2 separate regions of the Anser cygnoides genome follow, and region 1 is linked to region 2. A link is a contact called in public Hi-C data. All regions are on one chromosome and are shown on one strand. The core of a region is the stretch at or near the end of the contact, and the rest is flanking DNA. Distances in the headings are between cores, read along the strand shown. Region 1 holds the start of LOC106033601 (hemoglobin subunit alpha-A). Region 2 overlaps NPRL3 (NPR3 like, GATOR1 complex subunit).

Region 1 (5,081 bases), core at 60-2,559, 36 kb before region 2:
CTGGCTGCAGGTGCCAGGAACTGCCTCTCCTCCAGTCTCCTGCAAGCGCTTCCAGGATGAGGTAATCTCTTCCCATGCAACTTTGTCCTCATTGTGGTGAGGGGTGCACAGCACTCTCCACCCCAACTCGAAGGATCCCGGCGTGACTACGGTGCTCTGATGGGAAGGTCAGGACAGGCCGGGGCTGCAGGGAGCTCCCAAGGACCAGATTCTGGCCACTTGCTGGCCTTTCCTCTCCACTAGTGCCTAGAAATGCTCTGCTCATGCCTGCAGCTGGCGGAGCACTGTCTGCCTCCTAGGCACCACCACCCAACCACCTTCTCCTCTCCAAGCAGTGAAGACGACAGAACCCATTTCCTGTGCGTGCCCACCTGGTTCAGGGGATCTCCAGTTCAGGTGCACAGAGCCGCTCCCTCCCTCTCCCTCCCCATGGAGGAACAACCAGAGCAGGACACCAGGGCTGGAGCACAAATGCAACAGATTTTATTTCAGATCATTTGGCTGCTCGCTGTTGGAAGGCTGGCAAGAGGGTGGGTCCAGCTCTAGCCACGGTGCCGTTTAACGGTACTTGGCAGTCAGCACGGTACCCACGGCGCACAGGAACTTGTCCAGGGAAGCGTGGACCTCTGGGGTCAGGGCAGAGGGGTGGTGGATGGCAACCACCACCAGGAAGCAGTGGCCCAGGAACTGAAAGGCAAAAGGAGATGGTGAGCGAGTGGGGGAGGTAAAGGGGTGGCCAGATGGCCCAGGAGGGGTGCGGAAGAGGAGCTAAGGGGGAAGTCACTAGAGTCTCACTTTGAAGTTGACAGGGTCCACACGGAGCTTTTGGGCGTGGAGGTCACTGAGCTTGGAGAGAGCACCCGCGATGTCATCGATGTGGTTGACAGCCTCGACTAGGGCAGCCGCCACCTTCTTGCCATGCGCCTTGATCTGAGCAGAGCCGTGCTGCAGGTCAAAGTGGGGGAAGTAGGTCTTGGTCTGGGGGTAGGCGGTGAACATCCTGTGGAGCAGAGCGAGTCAGGGCCAGCGGGATCAACGGATGGGGGGACAAACCGGGTGGGGTAGGACACAGACAGTCATGGTGGGGGAGAGCAGGGGGTTGGAGAGGAGAGGATCAGGGACAGACGGAGGACGGGGACAGACACCTACCTCTCCAGGGTCTCGGCGCCATACTCTTCAGCATGGCCACCGATTTTGGAGAAGACACCCTTGACGTTGGTCTTGTCAGCCGCAGACAGCACCATGGTTGCAGCTCCGCGTTGGCAGCCCCCAGCACGGGTGCCCCCACTGGCGCCGCCGGCCTTATATCTCCGTGCCGGGCCGGGCGCCGCCCGCCCCCGCCCGCCCCGCCGCGGCTGGACCTCGGCCAGGCGGGGCCGCCGCCCTGCCCCGCCTGCGGCACCAGCACCGCCGGGGGGGGCAGACCCCGGCATGAGCTGGGGCTGGGGTTAGGGTTAGGGGGGTCTGACCCCGGCACGAAATGGGTTTAGGTTTAGGGTTTGGGGGGGCTGACCCCGGCATGAACTGGGATTGGGGTTAGGGTTAGGGTTAGGGTTAGGGTTGGTTAGGGTTGGTTAGGGTTAGGGTTGGGGGAGTCTGATGGGGTTAGCGTTAGGGGTGTCTGACCCCAGCATGAGATGGGATTAAGGTTAGGGTTTGGGGGGGGGGCTAACCCCGGCATGAACTGGGATTCGGGTTGGGGTTAGGTTTAGGGTTGGAGGAGTCTGATAGGGTTAGGGTTAAGAGGGTCTGACCACAGCACAAGATGGGATTAGGGTTACGGTTTGGGGGGTCTGACCCCAGCATGAGCTGGGATTGCGGTTAGGGTTCAGGGGGACTGACCCCGGCACAATCTGGGGTTATTGTTGGGTTTGGTGGGTTCCAACCCTGGCAGGAGCTGGGTTTGGGGTTAGTGTTAGGGTTAGGTTAGGTCTGTGCTGGCACAGGTTTAGTTTAGGGTACGTGCTGACACAATTGGAGAATTCCCTGGCTCCTGGGAACGGGGTACACACAGCAGATCCAGGGGGTCAGCACCAGGCACAGATGCAAGCACCAGCCTGCAGCAGCAGGAGCTGACAGCTGGGGAAGGAAAGAAGGCATGCAGGGCCACAGCGGCCCATGGTGAGTCCTGTGCACCCTGAATGATGAAGGTGAGGAGGGCAAGGAAGACGAGGAGGGTGAGGAAGATGAGGACAGCTGGCAAGGTGAGGGCAGCAGTGCTTCCAGTAGGTTCGAGAGCAGGCGGGTGGAGGACAGTTCACACCCGTGTTTCCTCCGTGGCCAGCGGTTCTTATCATTTGTGTTTGGGGGAGATTAGCTTGACCTGGCACCATGTCAGAGCATGGGAGGAGGGGGGAGCAGAGCCCAGGGAAAGAGTGGCAGGGCAGAGTGTTTTCATCCTGTGCACACATCAGTGGGGCAAACTGCAAAACGGATGAACCCTTCAAACTGAAGGCACAGGAATATTTGGGACTAAATGAACATGGAGACAGATACATGTAGATAATGCTTCAGAGCATGGAGGAATAGCACTGTGTGTTCATGAGTGCCCTCACAAAAGCAGGAGCCAGCATGGCACAAGGACTCCTCAGAGCCGTTTCTGTGCATGCAGGGTCCCAGTATGCCCAGTGGCCTGCACTCAGCCACTGCTTTCCTGATGCACCTTCTTTCATCCCTCACAAACTCTTGTTACCTCCCTCTGGTGACACAATGCAGAATAAACCCTGGGCTAGTTTAATATCTTATAACCCATCACCTCCCTCAGATCTAAAGCCAATGATTTTGGTTTGGTTTGGTTTGGTTTTGATTCAGGCTCCAAGAATGTGAAACCAGTGGCATTGGAGTACAGGTCCGCAGAAACCAGCTCGCACCCTCCCCAGATGCCATGGGAGGAGCAGACACCCAGGGCAGGGGAGGGGGACACTTCCTAGGCACTTGCTAGGGATTTGTGGCTCAGGGGCTTGAGACCAAGAGCAGTGTTTGTACTTCATGGTTCACAGTGGATTTTTTGTCACTCCATGAACTTGTCTGATTGCCTGTGGAGCTCATGCAGGCGCTTAGCTCCCACAGCATCCCAAATCAAATCCTAAACAGTCATGGTGACAGAGCCAGGAAGGGTTAATCCTTCCCCATGGAAAATCCTTCAAGGAGATCCAGGAACCATGGTTGGCTTCACATACCCTTACCCCACACCCAAGGTTTGCAGGCACAGGCAGGTGACAGGCTGAGCTCTGTCCCCAAGGTCCTGCTACCAGCTTCAGGACTGTGTTTAACTGGGCAGGCCCCAAGCTGGAATGGGAGAGTGAGCAGGGCCCTGGAGAGTAGCCATGGACCCCAGGGCCAGTGCCTCCTCCCCACTACCACAGCCAGCCCCGCCAGCAGATCTCTCCATTCTGAGGGATGTGGGGAAGCAACCCAGCCCACCCTGGGGCCCCCGATGCCCAGTCCCAGCACACACGGACACAGTGCTTTGGCAATGGTGTCTTTATTGAAGATGCAAGGGTGCAGGCAGTGGCTCATCTGTACTTTTCAGCCAGCACGGCAGCCACGGCCGACAAGAACTTGTCAAAGGCAGCATGCATCTCGGGGGTGTAGTCTTTGCCCAGGTGCACGGCCAGCACCACCTGGAAGCACTGCGACAGCAGCTGCAAGGCAAACCAGGGCTTAGTACCCCTGCCCTGGACGGATGGCCCTGAGTCCAGCCCACCCTGGCCCCAGCCCCTGCCCAGCTCCCATTCCAGACACAATCCCAGCCTCTGGCCCACATCCCAGATGCAATCCCAGCCCCTGCTCTCTGCCTGCTGGTCCCCAGGACCGTGGTACCTAGGACTGCAGGACCCTGGCCCTCAGTCCCCAGCACTGCCAGATCCCAGGAACCTCAGACCCCAGGAACCTCAGACCCCAGGACCCCCAGACCCTCAGACCCAAGGACCCTAGCCCCCGCTTGCCTTGAAGTTGGCGGGGTCAACACGCAGGTTGTAGGCATGCAGATTGCTGAGCTCAGACAGGGCCTGGCTGATGTTGTCCAGGCTCTTCACAGCATTGCCCAGGGCAGCCGCCACTTTCTTGCCGTGGCTACGGACCTGTTCAGAGCCGGGATGCAGGTCGAAGTGGGGGAAGTAGGTCTTGGTCTGGGGGTAGGTGACGAACATCCTGCCGGAGCAAGGCCAGTCAGTTTTGCTGCCCTGCTGCTCTGCCCGGCTCAGCCCGCACCCCATGGCGCTCTGGGTCCCAGCCCACACCCACTGCAGGGCTCCTGCTCCCTGCTGCCCACCCCATGAGGGCCCCCTGGGCCCAGCCCACACCTCTGCAGAGCTTCATTTCCGAATTCGTCCTGGTGGCCAGCCACCTTCTCCCACAACTGCGCGATGATCTTCTTGTCGTCGGCGGTCAGCATGGCGGCAGCTGGCGAGGCAGGCTGGCAACTGACGGGTTTCTGTGGTGGAGACACCCGCGGGGCCGACCTCTTATAGCACCCTGCGCTCCCGCCCTGGCCTTATCTTATCAGCGTGGAGGGGTGGAGGGGCTGAGGCCTCGCAGTGCCGGGACCAGGGAGAGGCTGCAGCAGTTCCTTGGGGGGCCCCAGCTTCCCTGGAGGGGGCCCGTCCCCAAGGGGGGCCCAGATGGGGCACCACTGCTCTGCTCTGCCCTGCTCTGCCCTTCCAGCTGGGCTGGCCCCCGCAGGTGGCCTTGCCGCAGCAGGCAGAAGGGATCTGAGGCAGCCCCTCACCAGGCCTGGGGCTGGGGAGAGCACCCAGCAGGGCTGCGCCTTACAGTCAACAGCAGCCATCAGCACATCCCATGGGTGCCACAGGCCAGCCACAGCCTTGGTCTTTCTTGCCAGTACTCCTGTCCAGATATGCCATTCTCCCCTCGACAAGCCCTGCTTGGCTCTTTGTCACTTGAGTCAGGGTGGGTCCCACACCTGCCCCTGGCCCTCCTGTCCTCCAGCCTCTGGCACATGCAGCCCACTCTGAGCAAAGATCGCTCGGGCCACCTCCCCTCCCCGTGCTGCCTTTGCTTTCTGCACGCTCCCAATGCCTCTGAGCTAGAGCCATGGACAACCTTTGGGGCAAGTCCTT
Region 2 (5,557 bases), core at 3,037-5,536:
AATAACTTGACATTTTCTTTTCTTGCTACATGAATTTGAGTTCTTTGGTCTCTTTGCTAGCAAAAGGTCTAGTAACAGCTGGAAAAAGAACAGATATGAGTATCATACTCCAGGTGCTGTGTTAATTTGATGTGCATGAACAAGTCTATAAATCCCTCACTTTCCTCTTCCTTAACTTTGGACATCTCTGACAGCTTTGTTACTGTCAGAGAAAACTCCATTCTTCATCCAGTTGCCAAAGAGACTGACTTCTTGTATCTGCTGAAGATAATTGCTTTGATTACTTATCCATCACTCTAGTTCCATAAATGTGACTGTGGCTGAATGACCAGTTAGTTTTCCTTCTGTGTTGCCTGTAGGCCAATGCAGATCCATCAGTGATAAACTGCTTACACAACCTTTCCCGTCGAATCGCCATCGTCTTGCAGCATGAGGAGCGCCGCTGCCAGTACCTAACCAGGGAGGCCAAGCTGATCTTAGCTATTCAGGATGAAGTGTCTGCCATGTCAGAAAGTAAGTGTTGAGCTTAGCTTTGTGTACAAATGTATTTGTGCAGGAGCACTTTTTCAGAGAAGTGCTGATTGTGGCTTTTTCTTTTGTGGCTGGGATCAGTGTGAACAAGTTTTGGTGCTCTTTAGCATTCTTACAGCTTTTGACTGCATTTTGCCTCATCCAAGAACACCATCCCTGTGCAGAGATGTCAGCTTTAGAAATGAAGTAATTCGGTTGCTTTCCTTGTTAGCTTGGTTCAGAGCAATCATTGGAGAGAGTGTACTGAGCCATCATGTTTGGATCTGCCTGTCAGGATGATATGGAGGAACTCATATGTAGCTACTTCACCCAACCTAGAGCAAGTTTCCTATGCTCTAACCCTATGTGTTTAGTTAACTAGACTTCTTGTGTGGAAGTTTTACTTTTACATGTAGTTTCCATGGCCAACAGATTTTTATACACAGCGTCTTTATAGACCATGCTTTTTGGCAATTTACTATAATAATATGCACCATCTAAGGTGAACTCTTACTGACACATCATCTTGCTTCAAGTATTGAAAATAAAACCTAGTATGTATAAAAACAAAAACACTTCAAATGATCACATGTCAAGTTCACAAGTAATGTGTTTAACTAAGTTGAGGATCAGAAGATGGCATTAATTCACTGTTATTATCTTAATGGTTAACTTGGATTATCATAAATGCTTTGAAAAAGAAATGTAGATTAGAAAGATATGGATTCTGTGCCTAAGGTACTGGCTTTGCCTAGAGGGGGAAAAGGAAATTCTCTCTGCTTTGAAATTATTTGTTTGCTTTCTTGTTTTGAAATTTTCCATAGCCACAGAAGGGCCACAGTCACCTTTTCATCATATCCTGCCCAAGTGCAAATTGGCCAGAGATCTCAAAGAGACTTACGACAGGTAAGTAGGACTTCCTTCATAGCTCATAGTCTGTTGCTTGTCACTGAAACCTCTTGGCCCTGTTCCTTAGGAGGTTATCTATCTCTTTATGCTGCTGACTCACTGGGATTTGGGTTTAGACGAGGTGGAGCAAAGTGGAGGCTAGGTGTCAGGTGAAATGTTCGCAGAATTGCTATCCTAATCATCACCTTGGTCTCCCTTTCGATATATTATGTTTCTTAAAAGTTGGTGATCTGTTGCAGCTTCACGATTTATTATTTTCCTCCTTGGCACAGAGGAACATAAAAATAAACGAATTGTAAAACTGAAAAATCTGAATATGAAAATATGAATATTTTATCTCTGTAGTAGTGCTCTAAACCTGCAGGTAAGAGAAAAATGCTGCATATAGCACTGATGGCAATGTTAGATACTGCCTTGGCTTCATTTGGTTACACTGTGCATGTCTGGACAGTGAATTTGGATTAGGTGGTGAGACTTTCAGCAGAATAGAAAGTGTAACATGCTGTTTCTTGATTGGATTAAAGGTTCTGGTGAGGATTTCAAAGGAGCATTGAGCTAGTGTTGAATTTCAGCAGGAGTTGGCACCCAGCTCCTCCAGCGTACTGCTTCAACAGTATGTCGGTGCTGACTCGTCATGCAGAGCAGACACCTTCATTCAGGATATGCACTTGGCAGGAGAAGGACAGAAGATAGAAGGGTTTGGTGGGGTGAAGGATGAGCCCCTTGATTAGTGTGTTTGTCTGGACTTAGGAAAACTACTGTTGAGTTCCTTTGTTGACTGTCAGGCACAGTGTATGATCTTAGACCAACTCTTTAGCTTCCCTAGGTCACAGTTTCCCTTGTTCAAAGGGAATAATCACAAAGACCTGGAAGGCAAGGCACTGAAAACCTAGATAATTTAACGATTGCAAAGCACATTATAAAACTTCTAATAAGCTGTTTTAACTATGTTCAAGAGCTGTGAATTTCAGGCTGTTTGGAATGAGTGTAGCATATTGTTCAATAAGATTCTCACAAAATGTATACTAAATTTTAAAATAAGGCTTTTTTTTTTTTTTTTTTGCGTAGCCTGTAATTCTTATATCAAACTTTTCACTTGCTTTTTATGTTTCTCTGTTCGTCTCAGGGTATGAATTCATGACTGGGCAAATATTGATCTTGTTTCCAAACATTTTAGTGACACAGTGACATCTTGTGGCATTTAACTGTGACTGGAGGAACATACAGCCCAAGCTCATGGAGTAATACTACTGTCCTTCCATGAAATAAGGAGTAGACTGGCCATGGAGAAACACACATTGGTGCCGGCTCCCAGATATAAAATAAAGCAGTCTCCCTTATTTAGGCATTGTGGGTGGGGGAGAGGGCGTGCATGTCATATTTTGACACTATTTTGCATGGCATTGTCACAAGCAAATTAAGAACTAAACTGTTGGTAAAAGGATAAATGACTTTGCATTTGATTAGTAAGCTCTCTTTGAAGAGTCATTAACAGTGTTAGCTGGATGGGTAATAAGGTGGTGTTCTGCATTTTCCATTAATGCTTTATATGAGAAAATAGGAAATATGCTTATTACACCTGCAGGCAGACAGGGTGAGAGGTGCTGCAGCACCTTGCAGGGCAAGCATATAACTAAAATAATTTTTTGGTCAAATAGAAGAAACTGTCCAGCACTGGAGGGACAGGGACCTGCTGGAGCAGGTCCGGAGGAGGCCACGAGGATGGTCAGGGGGCTGGAGCACCTCTGCTGTGAAGAGAGGCTGAGGGAGCTGGGAGCGTTCAGCCTGGAGAAGAGAAGGCTCCGGGGAGACCTATTGTGGCCTTTTAATACCTAAAGGGGGCTTGTAAGAAAGATGGAGTGAGACTTACAACAAGGGCATGTAGTGACAGGACAAGGGCTAATGATTTTAAACTAAAAGAGGGTGGACTTAATGTATCAGGAAGAAATTCTTTATTGTAAGGGTTGTGAGGCCCTGGCCCAGGCTGCCCAGAGGAGCTGTGGGTGCCCCATCCCTGGCAGTGCTCAAGGCCAGGCTGGGTGGGGATTTGGGCAGCCTGATCTAGTAGCAGATGTGCCTGCCCATGGGACTAGGTGATCTGTAAAGGTCCCTTCCAACCCAAACTATTCTATGATTCTGTGATAAGTGCATGCAGTGGCAATGTACTGGTTTAAATATATGGGCATTTCTGGCATAGCCTTTGGCATAAGGAAACATAGTTAGGTGGAGAGGGCACTTTGAATTGCAGATGGGAACCCATCTCTCCATCTGAGATTTGCTCAAGCCAGCATTTCCTTGTGCCTGCTTGTTTTGGAATTCCAGTCAAGTGCTTCTTGAATTACTGCAGTTGCTTCAGAATTGCTGTCTAGCCTTTGGTTTCCTGTAGATGGTGCTGAGGTATTTCAGGCAAGACCCAACATGTCCCTTAGTAAGTTGGTTTGTAGTAAACCATGAGTGTACGAATCTTTTTATAGCACAATGTCCTTTGCATTTTGAATGAAATGTCCTTATTTTATAAGGCAGTAATCAGTAGCCAGGCCATTTTGACTGTAGTGCTACTGCTGCTGTTATAACTGAGTGTTATTAAACTGACAGTTTGGAGGTAAACAACAGCTAGTTCCTGGGACCTTCTTGACTAACAGCTAAAACCAGATGTTTCTCTTCCATTAGTTGCGAAAACAAGTTTGAAAATCTTTTTCACCTTCCCCTCAGAGGAAGGGGAACCTTTACTGGTTTTACAATGGGGGTCTCCTATAAGCCAGCGTTCAATTTAAGGAATTAAGACTACTTTCACCAATTGTTATCTACAGAGCAGATAATTTGTTAGCCTGATGATAGCTAAGTGCCCATCTGTTTTTTAGTAAATTTCTATTAGCTTTATATTAGAAGAAAATTGAAAATACGATTTTTTGGGGGGAGGAGAGGATTGGTTTTTGTTTGTTTTTAATATACAAAGAGCCTTTATACATTTTAGCCTAGTGGGATTTGAACTGACTGGTGGATCTAGCCTATCTCATCACTTTAAGGAGAAGAGGAATAATTATATGAAAATTAATGAATTATTATGTTATTTATATGACTGTACTATGACATATAAGCCAACTACAGTTAGTTGACCAAAGGACAGTGTGTCTTTTACAGGGAAGCATAAAACTATTTGAAAGCTCTAAATAGTCACAACCTCTAGCAAAAATAAACTCAAAAGCTACAAGCTCACCCCTACAAAACTAGCAAACATATTATTAATATATGGTGTAAATAGGATAAACATAAGATGTGGTGTGTGTGTAGGAATTCATAACCAGTTTATAAAAAGTGAGGTGGGATTGTCTGCGTTTTGCTGATAGCTGTGAAAAAGAAGGCTGGAATTCTGTAGGATACTGGCCAACTTTAAGATTCCCATTTTGGGGGGAGTAGATCACAGTTGCTATTCAGGGCAAAGCATAAGAACAGAGCAAAAGAGCAGTGATATTCCCTAAAATATTCCACAGCTTCCTGCAGCTTGCAGCTCTGGAGGTGCTTTCTGTATATTCAACAGCCTTAAGCTGATCTCATTTCCCGAAATTAGTTCACTCTCCTGCAAGCCAAAGTAAATATTTAACAACCACAGCATCCTCTGATAAGGAGCTCCATGGCTTAACTGGTTGCTCTGTTTCTTTCTGTTTCTTTTTGAACTTTGCTCCTCCTCCCAGTCTCATTAGATGTATCTTAGGTCTTACACTGGAGAGACAGTGAAGAGCTTTTTACTGGTTACTTCTCCCTGATTCATTTTCAGATTACTACAAAATCCCCTGTCAGTATCCTAATCCCTTGCTATGTATCCCTCAGCATTGCTCATCGTGTATCATCTAAGCAGAGATTTCCAACAAAAAGTGTTGAAATTAAGTTTTCGTGAGAGAAATGGAACATCAGTGAGGATTTAATGGACGATTAGAATATGGAGAATGAAGCCATTTTTACCCAGTTACTTGTGATGTCTGTGGGAATCTGCATTCATACCTGTGCTGTTCAATGTGTTCATATTGATAACTGGCCTGGAAAAAGGGGCAGTGTGTGAAGTGACAAAGTTTACAGATAATAACAAAGGGAATAAAAGTGCAAATAGATGAGGAAGATTTGAAGAAAGGTTACTGGAGAC

What was found. A called contact is a pair of places that touch in the nucleus more often than the background predicts.
Region 1: a Hi-C map of blood shows a contact between it and region 2, with 2.3 times the contacts expected there. The contact joins the promoter of LOC106033601 here to the enhancer-like site in region 2. A contact is called at or near these places in 2 of 7 Hi-C or Micro-C datasets (blood and liver).

The regions. Positions count from the first base shown.
Region 1 is chr15:11,274,133-11,279,213 of Taihu_goose_T2T_genome, reverse strand. It overlaps LOC106033601 (hemoglobin subunit alpha-A), which reads right to left and starts at 1,309. Exons shown (of 3, transcript XM_013177230.3): 1 at 1,150-1,309; 2 at 796-1,000; 3 at 462-687. The coding sequence starts at 1,244. The coding sequence ends at 559. It overlaps LOC106033591 (hemoglobin subunit alpha-D), which reads right to left and starts at 4,470. Exons shown (of 3, transcript XM_013177220.2): 1 at 4,305-4,470; 2 at 3,948-4,152; 3 at 3,469-3,644. The coding sequence starts at 4,396. The coding sequence ends at 3,516.
Region 2 is chr15:11,240,655-11,246,211 of Taihu_goose_T2T_genome, reverse strand. NPRL3 (NPR3 like, GATOR1 complex subunit) reads left to right here. Exons shown (of 12, transcript XM_048062162.2): 4 at 360-513; 5 at 1,335-1,416. Among named protein-coding and RNA genes, the nearest start is that of NPRL3, 22 kb to the left of the region's middle. Within about 2 kb of position 4,286, at least 2 of the 3 cell types and tissues checked have open chromatin away from gene starts, as enhancers often do. A contact at or near this core is called in liver, where this site is marked.